Regions from separate parts of the Mus musculus genome. Here region 1 is linked to region 2. Evidence: chromatin contacts called from public promoter capture Hi-C data. All regions are on one chromosome and are shown on one strand. Each heading gives the region's core, a stretch centred on a gene start, on an enhancer-like site or on the middle of the called end of the contact. The rest is flanking DNA. Distances are from core to core; before and after follow the strand shown.

Region 1 (5,883 bases), core at 1,247-3,746, 2.4 Mb after region 2:
AAGGAGTATCAAATCCCATTACTGGAGGTTGGGAGCTTAGATTTTCAGAATTCCCAGTCACTGCTTTTAACCACTGAGCCATCTCTCCAGCCCCAAAGCTGATCTTAAGCTGTAGTTGGGTGACCTTGAATCCAGGTTGGGGCTTGTTACTAGTACCAGTGCTTCCCCACTAAGCCAGCACCTTACCAACTAAGCTGTTAAACCAAGCTCCATGTCCTGTTTGGTATTGGGTGAAAACTGGGTGGCCTTTCATTCAGGCTAGAGTCTGCCCTGAGCTAGTCAGATCCTTTGTTAATAAAAGTGGGGGGAAATGCATATTAGTGGAGGCATGCATGCTCTCATTTTAAAAGACTAGACCCCTAGAGCTGGGCCCAAGTGTCCAGCCAGCAGGCTATGCTCAGAAAGAACCCCTGGTGGGTAATCTCACTGGAAAGCTGCCACAGGACAGTCAGTTCTTAGCAGGAAGAGTGTAGGTGGTAGAACTATGATCATGCTGACTGCCTTTTCTCCCTCAAGGTCAAGGCCTTCCTGGCTGATCCATCTGCATTTGCGGCTGCTGCCCCTGCAGCTGCTGCCACCACTGCTGCCCCTGCGGCTGCTGCAGCCCCTGCCAAAGCTGAAGCAAAGGAAGAGTCGGAGGAATCAGATGAGGATATGGGATTCGGTCTCTTCGACTAATCCCGCCAAAGCAACCAAGTCAGCCTGCTTAATTTGAGAAAGATGGAAATAAAGGCTTACTTCTCTTAAAACTCCGGTCTGGATTTATTTAGTTTGTTCACTTAAGCAGGATGAAAAAGCAAAACCGCTACTGTTTACTTTGTGTTGGCATCTTTGTTTCTAAAATTAAAGCTCCTAGTGTTTTTGTGGGCTTTGTTTGTTTTTTGAGACAGTCTCTTGACTTGGTGCCATAGCTAGTCTGGGACAAAGATTTTCCAGGTGTGAATTAAAGGTGTATGTCATCAAGCCCCAAGCCTGGCCTTTATATTCCTATGGTAGTCCATGTTGGATATATATCATATGTATACATAATATATATGTATACTAAGCTCAATGGTTAAGAGACCTATGAGCCATACCAAATCTATATGGTTTGGTATCTGGGTCTGCTTTCTGTATATCACTGGATGTCCAAGCCATTGTTCATAGGTAGCCTTACTGCTCCAAGGCAGAGTGATGCAGGTCCAGAGCCCTGTTGCTTAAGGCTGAGGCAGGGGTAGAAGGCTGGGTTTGAGCTAGGCGTGGTTTAAGGACTGAAGTCTGAGAGGGCCTGAGATGGTGATACTGAGCTATGGCAAGGAGTATCCAGGTGAGTGGTGATTGAACTCGGGCCTGATTGTGCCTTTTGAGATGAGGATTGGTGTAGAAGTTGATCTGCCTCAGCCTTCTGCCTGCAGTAATTGAGTCACTGCTGTGTGTTTAGTAATGAAGTTATACTTGTGTTTGTGTAGTTTAGATGTGTAGTTGAGTTTCCACGTGCTGGCTAAAGTTTTTTCTTGGTAGATTAAGTCTTGAATACAGGGGCAGTTAATAACTAGCCACTAAGGTGTGCATGTAGGGTTGCTTTGATGTACTAATCGGGGGTGCAAACTAGAATAACTTGCTATGTAAAAAGCTGCTGCAAGAGCTAAAATACTGCCTGTGCATCACAGGTAACTAGACAAAAAGTTACCCTAGAATTGCAACCTCTAACCCGATAGTAGTTTGATGTTGGTTCATATAGGCATTCAGTAAGTGTTAAGTCTGAAAAGCTGAGGATTTAAAAAATGGGCTCTAACAAGTAGGTGAATACTGTATCAAATGCAATGCCCTATTGCTATCATTAACCTTGTGACGTCACTATACATCTATGTGTGTGTATATATATATTTTTTTTTCTTCTCCCTCCCTCACCCCCCAGGGTTTCTCTGTGTAGCCCTGGCTGTCCTGGAACTCACTTTAGACCAGGCTGGCCTTAAATCCGCCTACCTCTGCCTTCCGAGTGCTGGGATTAAAGGCGTGCGACACCACGCCCGGCCCCCCATCTGTATAGTTGCCACTGCTGAGGGCCAAGAAGCCTGGAGACCGCATTCTCCAAGCACACTCTTGAGTTATAGTAAAAATTCAATAATTGTCCTAAGACATCGAACTCTTCCTCAACCCTGTCCCTAGCTGTCTGCAGTTGAGGCTCCCAGCAGGTCACGCAATTCCCGGGTCATCCCTGCATCCCTCCCGCGTACCTCACCATCACCTGTTCTAACCTCCAAGCCTCTTGGGCCTGAGACTAGTCTTTGGGTTCATTCCTGGGGCCTAGGAAACAGCACGATGGGGGGTGTCGGTGCTGGACCCGGGATCCCCCCAAGGATGCCAGAGCTGCAGGGCGCTGTCCGGGGGAGGCCGAATCGAGGAGATCCCGCGCCCAGGGGCTGCAGAGCACGACCTGCGGCCGCCCTCCCGCCCGGGGGCGCCAGGCCTCGCCTTGCCGCGTGGGCCCTGCTGTGACCCGGAAGCGCTCCGGAAGCGGTTCCGGACTGGGCGCCGGCAGGATGGCGGCGGACACGCAGGTGAGGCGGGCGGCTGCGGCGGCCAACGCGGCGGGCGGCGGGGACCGGACCCGGAGCGCGGGCAGTGGGGCGGCGGGATTGCCCGGGCGGAGGCTGCGGCGCCCACGGCCGCGGAGGGCGCAGACGGAAGCGGCGGCGCGGGGGAAGGGGGCGGCGGCTGCTCGCGGCTCGAGGCTCCGGCCGGCCTGGGCGAGCAGAGCGACCCTGGACTCGAGCATCTTGCCATCCGCTTGGCTTCGGGGTAGCGGGTGCCGTGCTGGGGCTGTGCGGGTCCCGGCGGTGGCAGAGCTTACACTCGGCGTCGGCTACGGTTCTCCGGAGCCCGCGGGGCGATGCAGAGGCCCCCCGACTCTGTGCCCACACTCGGAGCGTAGCCTTTTTATGTCCATACGGGTTCGGAGTTGAGCCTCCGCTCGTTGGTTTCGTCAAGGCGTTGGATCAATGACATCACCCCTCAGGGTCTCGGTCCTTTTAACATTTGGTGGTGGTGATAATACCGATATCCTATGTTATTTTATGGGAAGATGTATTGAGACAAAATAGTAGGGTCCCATGTGGGTTTGCTGGGTGTTAACTGGGTCCTGGGTGAGATCTCAAAATGTCTTCACCTGCGAAGAGTCGTGACACCGTTGTGCGTTCACACCTGTGGGTACCTTGCAGTTCAGGGAGGCGTTGAGGCTACCCCCTTCTCCATCTCAGCCTCTTTTGTAGCCTCGTGGAAGGATGAAATAATAAATAAGAAACATAATTTTTTTTTCTCTCCATGTCTCCATCCCACCCTCCCTTTTCAAAAATGTAGATCAAGGCCAGGTAGTGGTGGCGCGGTGGTGGCACGTCTCTAATCCCAGCACTTGGAAGGCAGAGGCAGGTGGATCTCTGAGTGCCAGTCCAGCCTGGTCTACAGAGGGAGTTCCAGGCAGACATGGGTACACACACACACACAAAACCCCTGTCTTGAGAAACAAACAAATTAAAAATATATATATATAGTGAGTTGGCTTTGAACTTGTAGCCATCTTGCCTGTGGCTTCTTAATGGGTGGGTGGGGGGCTTACCCTGCCTGGCAGGAACGTATTTAAAAAACAGTTTGAGTCTCTGGGGTGAGATTAATTGATTTTTATGTTTGATCCTCAAGGCCCGCCAAAGAGGAGCCATTTAACCTGATCATTAAAAAGATGCTTTGCAAGGGTCTTCAGTAAAAGGGTTTGGTAATTTGTTTAGACAGAGCTGCGTCTTAGTGAATCCTAAGAAGGGAAGTTACTTAATGTTTCTGAATATTTAAGAATCTTCTCCCTAGAGTTGTGTTATTTAGTAGTAGGTTACCTAACTGTGCTATCAAAAGAGCCGTAAAGCTTACTTAAGTTCGTCAGAATTAAATGAAATTTAAAAATTCGGTTCTCCACCTGTGCTTCAAGTGATTTGTCCTTCATGTCTTCAGAGCAGCCACATCAGGTTTGTCATTTCAGAAAATCCTCTCTTGGGCAGTGGTGTCTGCAGAGATATCGGTGGACTTGGGAGGTGTGAGAGCTGATCTTTCCAATGCCCAGTGTGACTCCTAGAGGCTCTTAGCATATAAGGTTTCCAGTGGGAAACTTTTCCTATCTTACTTTGTAGCGCTGGGGACCCAGCCCAGGGCCCTCACGCTTGCTGGGCAAGGGCTGAGCAACAAGCTATTCCTAATCTGGCAACTTCTGATTAAGGAAAAGAGCTTCGACTTCCTTGTCAAATATGAAAAGTTCCTGCATATTTGTGAGAGAACTATCACTATGAGTTTAATGCTTTGTTATTGCCCAGCGTGGTGGCACAGGGGTTTTGTTGTTTTGTTTTTTTGTCACAGTACTCGGGAATCAGAGACAGCAGGATCTCTCAAAGTTCCATGCCATCCAAGGCTGCACTGTGATAAGACCTTGTCTCTAAAAAAAAAAAATAAAGAAAATAAAAGGAAGTTTAATGTTACCATATTGGAAGGCAGAGGGTAGTACATATGCATTATTTTCTCAAACCTCAGTAAGGTTGGTAAAGCATTTAAAAAATTATAATACGGGGCCAGCAAGATGTTTTATTGGGTAAAAGTGCTTGTTGATGTGCCAGCAAAATGGCCTGAGTTTTGACCCCTGTATCCCTTGGTGGAAGGAGAGAACTGATTCCTGAAAGTTGTCCTCTGACCTGTGCACGCATGAGCGCACGTGTGTGTACACACACACACACACACCATGGCATGTGAACATCTGAACACATGCACGGTGCACATACACATGCGCATGCTCTCTAGGCTGTGTGGGAACCCAGTGGTGGAGTCTGGCATCCACGAGTTCCATCCCTAGCATCCCTCCTCCAAGATATTTTAGGGCGGAGGGCAGGCTCGGTGATGGACCTTGTGTCTGGCATGTACATTTCAAGCCTTGTTGTCTGGTCCCCAGCACAGCAAGGCAGACCCAGCAAATGGATGTGGGAGCAGCAGTGCACAGGCAGCAGTGGCCAAGTCTGGAGGCTAGAACGTGAGAAGAGGTAGAGTTTGGTTGGTTGGTTTTTGAGTCAGGGTTTCTCCGTGTAACCCTGGCTTTACTGGAACTCTGTAGACCAGGCTGGCCTCAAACTCAGAGAGCTCTTCTTCTGCCTCCCAACCTTGGTATCAAGGGTGTGCACACACACACCCCGTCCCCCGTGAGATACAGATTTCCGAACACTGAAGGAAATGACTCCTGATCCGTGAGCTAGGAAACTCAGGAACCAACGGGAAGACCTTGCAGAACCTCTGAAAGGCAGAGCTCACGGGATCAGGATCCTTCACTGATGGAGATGTTTCCAGACCAGAGTTCTCAGCACTGTGGATAAAATAGTCTTACAGCAAAGCATTTGACCATGAAATTTCAGAATCTTTAAAAAAAAAAAAAAAAAAAAAGGCCTAGAAGTTTCTAGACAGAAAACCCGATCCCTTCTAAAAGATCAAAGCAGAACCAGGCATTCCTAGAACCAAACACAGTAGGTTAGAGTTGGAGGCCTGCTTGTACATAGTGCGACCAACCATGTCAGAACAAAAAATATTACAACAGCTTTGGTCTTCCCAACCCTAGGTAAAGGTTAGCATTCAGTGGAGGAGTACAGTCGCCTCAGTGTTCTGAAGGACAGTGATTTCAGCATGGAGTTCTGCGTCATGGCAGACTTGACTATGAGGCTCGAGCCTTTTCACGGACCCTGGGGGCACTTGTGGTGGTTACCTTACACATGGAAGAACAGAGAACTCAGGGAGACAGGCTCCTGGACGAAGGGCAGAATCTTCCGGAATAAAGACACACAACCAAGAATTTGAGTTGAATAATTAATAAGATTAGGAAGAACACCG
Region 2 (6,352 bases), core at 2,269-4,768:
CCGGTCACTTGTGGCCTGCTTGCTTCCTATACCTGGTTCTGGTAGCCCTGAGCTACAAGAGAGCACTCGGGTGACAGGGATGGCCAGGAACAGGATATGCTCTCTCCCCATTGCCTGACTCGCACAGGACAGGACGCCAGACTTCCTGTGTCCTAAGGCCCAGTCACTCATTCTCCTTGGGCCTCAGTTTACCCCAGGGCAGAGGCGAGGACTGGGGGGTGGAAGGGAAACGGAGCCAGAACACGGGGCGAGAAGTCACACCTTCCTGAGGCAGGGGGATGACCTTGCCCTAGATCCGCTGGACGGACTGCAGTGGACAGGGAAGGAAGGGCCTTCTGGGCTAGCAGGACAGTGGCCCCGGGATACATGTGTGTCCGTCCTATTGGAGCCTGCATCCACCTAGAGCTGACAGAGTGTGTACATGAGGCACAAATGCTGTGCCAGCCTCCATATGGATCTGAGCATCTCAGGTTTTGGTACCCATGAGGGGTCCAGAACACATCCTCATAGCTAGGAAGTGATGGTGCTTACAGCAGGGATTCTTAAAACAGGAGGTGGGCTGGAATCACCTACCAGACAAGTCCCAGGGAGCCCAGTTCACAGTTGGGACCAGTAAGGCAGGAAGGGTTGATAGGACTTGGCTAAGGCCACTTAGCCAGCCTTCCTACACACACACACACACACACACACACACACACTTTCCCTCTCACATACACACAGATACATACACATAGAAAGATACACATGCATATACTCTCACATACAGACACATACACACACACAGACACACTTTCACATACACTCAACCACATGAACACACACGCAGACATTCACACACACTCAAGATGCTCACATAGACATACACAGACACACACTCAGACACACACAGACACTCACATACACATACACACATGCACACAGTGAGATACAAACACATACACACTCAAGACACACATACATACACACAGAGACACATGCACATAGACACACATACACACTCATACAGACTCACACACACAGAGATATACACACACATGAAAACACAGAGATACAAATACACAAACACAACTCGCAGGCACATACATACAGTCATACAGACACACACACACAGAGACACATACACAGATAGACACACACTCACATTTGCACACAGTGACACACACAGAGAGACACACACATATGCAGACACACACATACACACTTCTCGCTCTTCCTCACGCCCAGGCCTCCTGAGCCAGACACCTCCGTGTACTTTTGTGCCCCCAAGTCCCCATTCTGTCCCTCCCACCCAGGTCTCTAGGCCTCTAACACACCCAGCCTTTCTCTGCACCGTGACCCTTCCTGCCTCCCGGGTCCTGGACTAAGCACCGTTTTATTTTCCTTCTTTCTTATCTGGGACAGCTAGAGGCCGCCGTCAGCCAATGACTTCAAGGCTGGCTTGAGATCTTTCCAGCCAGGCTGCCACAAATCCTCCTCTAGACACAGCCCGGGGCCCCTTTCTGGATGAGGGGTAAGATTGCCTACAGCCCCACGCCCCTGCCTGCCTTAGGAAGCTCCCACCCATAAGACAAACATTTAAGTTCAGAGTGAAAGGGGGTGTGTGCGGACTCCCCACTTCGTTGGGAACCTCTGAAGGCACGGTTTGGGAGAGAGGGCTTGGCTGCCACGCACAGGGGCCATACAGAACCCAGGTATTACACACACCACTTGGGGGTGCTCCTTGTCTGCCAATCATTCCATTCCACAGAGGGGAAAGTGAAGGCACAGAAAGGACAGAGGCCGCTGATCCACTCAAAGTAACACTCCTGGGAAGAGGCAGGCTGCTATCCAATCTCACCCAGGTGGATTTGCAGCAAGACGCAAGTCCCCCACCACACACAGTAGGATATCTTAGCACCTGACAGACTTACAAGTATTTACTTACTATGTGCCAGCATGGTGCTGACAGCATCTCAGAACAAGCACATGGTGCCCTCACTGGACAGAGGAGGAAACTGAGACTTAAGAATGGATTGAGCCAATGCCAGCTCTGCCCACCCCAGAGAGAGGCCAAGCAGGAGTGGGAAGACCTGGAAATCCACACTACTTCTGGGTGTATTTATGTTCACCCACTCGCCACCTGGGTGGCTGGCCTGTCACTGCGAGCACACTCCACATGCACAGAGGCACAGAGACTTAGGGCAGCATCCAAAGTCACACAGCCCAAGAAGAGCTAGGGCAGAGGTCAGGGAACAGAGCTAGTGTTCCTGGAGAGGATTCTGGGGAACGGGGCAGGAGGAGACAGACAAGCTGACACAGAACGAGCTCTTCCTTCGCGGAGAATGGGCGAGCACTCAAGACCCAAAGGAGTGCAGACTCCCACACAAGGAGTCACCCCTGATCAGCCTCACAGCATGGCTTCTGGCCTGGGTGAGCCCCTGCCTAGTGGCTCAGTGGCTGTGTGCGCCCTGCTGAGTCCCCTGGTCTCTGCGGACAGCTGCATTCCCCTGCCCAACACTGTCTCATAACCACACTGGCTCTGGGGACAAAAAGGGATAACTGAACCCATGTCTGGCCTCGAACGCCCCTGAAAACTGGGACAACTCAGCCCAGGGCAGAGGCCAGCTATCTGAAGACATTGGGCACTGCAACTAAGCTTCGTTCTGGTTGGTGACGTTAGTGTCCCCGAAGTCATTAGAGGTCCCAGAAACCATCTGCCAAGAGTTGGGCAGGGAAGTGTTCTTCCTGCTTCTCTCTCCCAGCCAGACTTCCCGCACCTTGCTGCGCATGCCCACGAGGTCACCGTTCTGTCTCCAGACCCGCCTCATATCACTCCAGATTACACTCACTGGCTATGATTACCCTGGTCTCACAGCATAGAACCCAATAGCTGGGCCTGGGCGCTCCACAATGGCCGGGCTCTTCACACAAGTCCAAGCTCCCAGGCTGGCAGGACCTGCCATCACCTTCCACCCAGTCCCCTACAGCTCCTCCCCTCGGAAGTCACTCAGTGTCTCACTTTTGAACAGTGGCAACCAGGCAACCGCCTTAAATCAGCACACAGGCAATGAGACCACTTGGTCACCCTGGGAGGGCAAGAGGAGATAGAGCAGGTGTCAAGTAAGCTTCCCTAAAAATAGAGATGCCGGCATGCCGTGGGGACAGCAGTGCCCCCCCAACCCCCACACAGCCCTGCTCACAGACAAGGAGCCCGGAGTCCGTTCCCCACCAGCTTCAAGCAGTGGGTGCTGCACCTGCAGAGCAGCCAACCCAGCCTACATCCCCCTCAGTATCCCAAGGCCATCATCACTGATAGGAAAAGTCCTCCCCTGAGGCTTCTACGAGTTGGCCCCCTCTCAGGAGTCCGAGGGAAGGGACCTTCCCAGGGTTGCCCTGCTATTTTAAACCACACACATCTATCCCCAAGCTTACAAGATCAGGGGCCTCAGAGTCTGGCTGTCTCTTCCGGAGGGATGAGAACCTCTGTTGGCTGCGTGCGGAGAAGCGGCGGAAGGACTCTCGGCTCCGAGAGGCCAGGTGTCTGAAGGAGGAGGTGCGCTTGAACGGGGTGCGAGCGGCGGACTCCCCGCTCCGCTCGGTGCCCACCGTGGCCGTCACCAAGTGCAGAGCCTCCTGGAAGGACCGCCTCACCGTGCCAACCCACTGAGTCATGTGTGTCTGGGCCACTGAAAGCTTGTCGCCCAGGTACTCCATAGGGCCAGCCTGGAGGAGGGGGCAGGCGGAGGCAGTTAGGAGGCCGACACTGCCAGGGTCCTGGTCCTTCTGTCGGTGACCGTCCTTGGGGAGAAGTTCTGGGCTCCGATGGGAAGCCCGGCAGAGAACATCAGCGCAAGTAAAGTAAACATCGCCCGACAGGCATCCGTGCGGGTCACGAAACAGGGACGGGACGGGTCAGCAGGGGGTCACCAGCAGGAGCCTAGAGTCAACCAACCAGGTCGTCCAGTTCTAGTCCCTGGGGCCAACCCTGATGAAGTCAAGGGGCAGGTGGCTGTGAAGAACTGGGCGAGGGGGCTGGCACCCCCAACTCACTTCCTCCGTCCATGCAGGGAGAACTCCCATGCACACCTGGGAGCCACCGCCCACCGCCGCCGGCCAGCTCTCTCTCCAGGCTCTTCTCGTCTGAACTAGGCAGATCTCCAGTCCTCAGGCTGGAGACTCCAAACCCGAAGCCGACTGAACCTGCCGCCCAGCAGGCAGCGCGCTCACTTCCGGAGAGGCAGCCACCCAGCCCGGGTCCCCTGGCCCGGCAGCCCGGAATGACATCAGCCCCCTGTCTTGGCGAGGGGTGCACAGCCCAGGAATGCAGGAGGGGCCTCGGGAGGTGGCCGCCCAGGGAGCTGGCGTCAGCCCCAGTTTTTTTTTTTTTGTTTTGTTTTTTTTTCTCCCCCTAAGTCTCAACTCGCTCGCTCGCTGTCCCTCGGGGACTTCATGTGCCAGACTGCTTACCCACCCCAGGCAGCACCGTGCAGGAACGCGGGTGAGTGCGCGCGTGTGGGGGCATGTACGTGGGAGGCGGCTGCCCCGGGGAGGTGGAGGGGCCGCTGCCGCACGAGCCTCCAGGGCTTCAGGTGAAGTCTGAGGACCTGTGGCTGGCTGTCAGTCTGTCTCCCTCTCCCGGCAGCGGCAGCGCCCTTCGGCTTCCATCTCCTTGCGGAGCTAAGCAGCTAAGCCTCCCCCACCAAGCTCCTTCCCCCTCTTATCCGCTCAGCAGTCCCTGCTGCCTCTCCTCGAGGATGGAGGACGCAGGTGACCTGCCCTGAGCTTCCCTCAAGGGTGGGTCTGGGGCTGAGGTGCCTGCATTTTGGTACAAGCAGGGTTGCCATGGCAACTTGGGGGCACAGCATCTGCCCCCTTTCCTAGGCTGGGCACAAGGAGCCATAAGGATGATTCATATGAACGAGTATCACATGAGCTCACTGTGCTTAACCCTTAAGGGCTGGAGCTTGTGGGGGCTGATAAGAGAGAAGAGGGTACACACTGGACAGGGAGGGGCATCAGCACAGTGGGACTCTGGACCTTCCAGCCAGGCTCTATTCCCCATCTCTGTTCCTTCCACAGGTGAAGAGGTGGATTCACATGTCGAAGGTCACACAGCAAGAGCACGACCAAGGTGCTCTTGGAAATGGCCCCCTCCCCATGGTTGCAAGCACGTCTGACCCCCCCCCACACCTCGCCCACTGGCAGGCCTTAAAAAAATATTGACTTTTCAAAATGCCAGGCCAAATCCAAGGTTGAAATCCACATCTGCCCAACCACCTGGTATGATCGATGCACCGCCCCCTCACCTCTCTGTCCTGAGTCAATATTTGCTCTCTAGACACCAGACTTGCCAAAGTAAGTATCTTGAAGGCCCACCCTGTGACAGACAGTGTGTGCAGGCTACCTACAGCCTCCTCTTCCTCCTCCTCATTCCAACCCCCCAACTCCCCACCCCCGGTGGTCCAGGCATCTCCGGTAAGAGTGAGCACCTCCTCTGGCCCAGCTCATGGCCCTGTGCTGTGGAGGGTCAGAGGGATGCAACACAGCTGCTGACTGATGCCACCTGAGCCTGATAAATGCTCAAAGGATCCCATTTGCTAAAAAGGGAGACTGAGGCCCAGAGAGCTGAGGCTGTGTGTGGTGGCCTGCCTCCCAGAGGCCCCCAGGGTCCCCACTACCCCTCCCACAATGCATCAGGGTTGGTCCCCAAGCGCCACAGTGAGGATGACTCTAGGGCATGTAAGGGGCAGCCATGGTGGATGCTCTGGAGGAGAAACCCACAGAGAAGAGACTAGAGTTCCAGCTAGAACCCAGCACCATGGCTGGCTACTGGACGAAGGCAGGTACCTGCCTCCGGTCAGATCCAGAGGACAGGAACCATGGCCAGCTTCCCGACTAGAGTCACTGGGAGACAAAAACTCACTCAGCCAAGCTGCCCTCAGTCTCCTGATCATAATATGTGCAAAGGTCCTGAGGTGAGCCAGGTTCATAGGGAACTGTAGGGATGAGGACAGGATGGCTTACAATGGAAGGAGGGCCCCTGACTGAGGTCAGGCTGTGTGCCCAGCAGGTGAGAGAGGTCAGACTGTGTGCCCAGCAGGTGAGATGTCACCCCAGCCTGCACCTCTGCAGATGAGGAAACATGCCAGGGGAAGGCCAATCCCCTTCTCCACCTGAGCCTGGCTCCTTCCCTAGCCTCCAAAGGGGGCTACACCCACAGTCACAGCCGGGGTTTCTGGGTTCTACAAGGAATTCACAGCAAACTCCAGGCTCCGGTCACTTCATAGACTTCCCAGGTAACCAGGGACAGACAGAAGACAGGAAAGGATAGACAGGCCCTTCCCAATCTGGCCCCAGAAAAGCCACCCCAGGA

The links. Promoter capture Hi-C pulls out the DNA fragments that hold promoters and counts their contacts.
Region 1: a promoter capture Hi-C map of pre-B cells shows a contact between it and region 2, with 5 times the contacts expected there. The contact joins the promoter of Gcn1 here to the promoter of 4833439F03Rik in region 2. A contact is called at or near these places in 4 of 39 promoter capture datasets (hippocampal neurons, liver and pre-B cells).

Annotation. Positions count from the first base shown.
Region 1 is chr5:115,562,767-115,568,649 of GRCm38.p6, forward strand. Gcn1 (GCN1 activator of EIF2AK4) reads left to right here and starts at 2,497. Exons shown (of 58, transcript NM_172719.2): 1 at 2,497-2,540. The coding sequence starts at 2,523. It overlaps Rplp0 (ribosomal protein, large, P0), which reads left to right. Exons shown (of 7, transcript NM_007475.5): 7 at 517-963. The coding sequence ends at 678.
Region 2 is chr5:113,134,294-113,140,645 of GRCm38.p6, forward strand. It overlaps 4833439F03Rik (RIKEN cDNA 4833439F03 gene), which reads left to right and starts at 3,519. Exons shown (of 3, transcript NR_166693.1): 1 at 3,519-3,684; 2 at 4,047-4,477; 3 at 5,059-6,352. The region is part of intron 6 of 2900026A02Rik (RIKEN cDNA 2900026A02 gene); the gene reads right to left.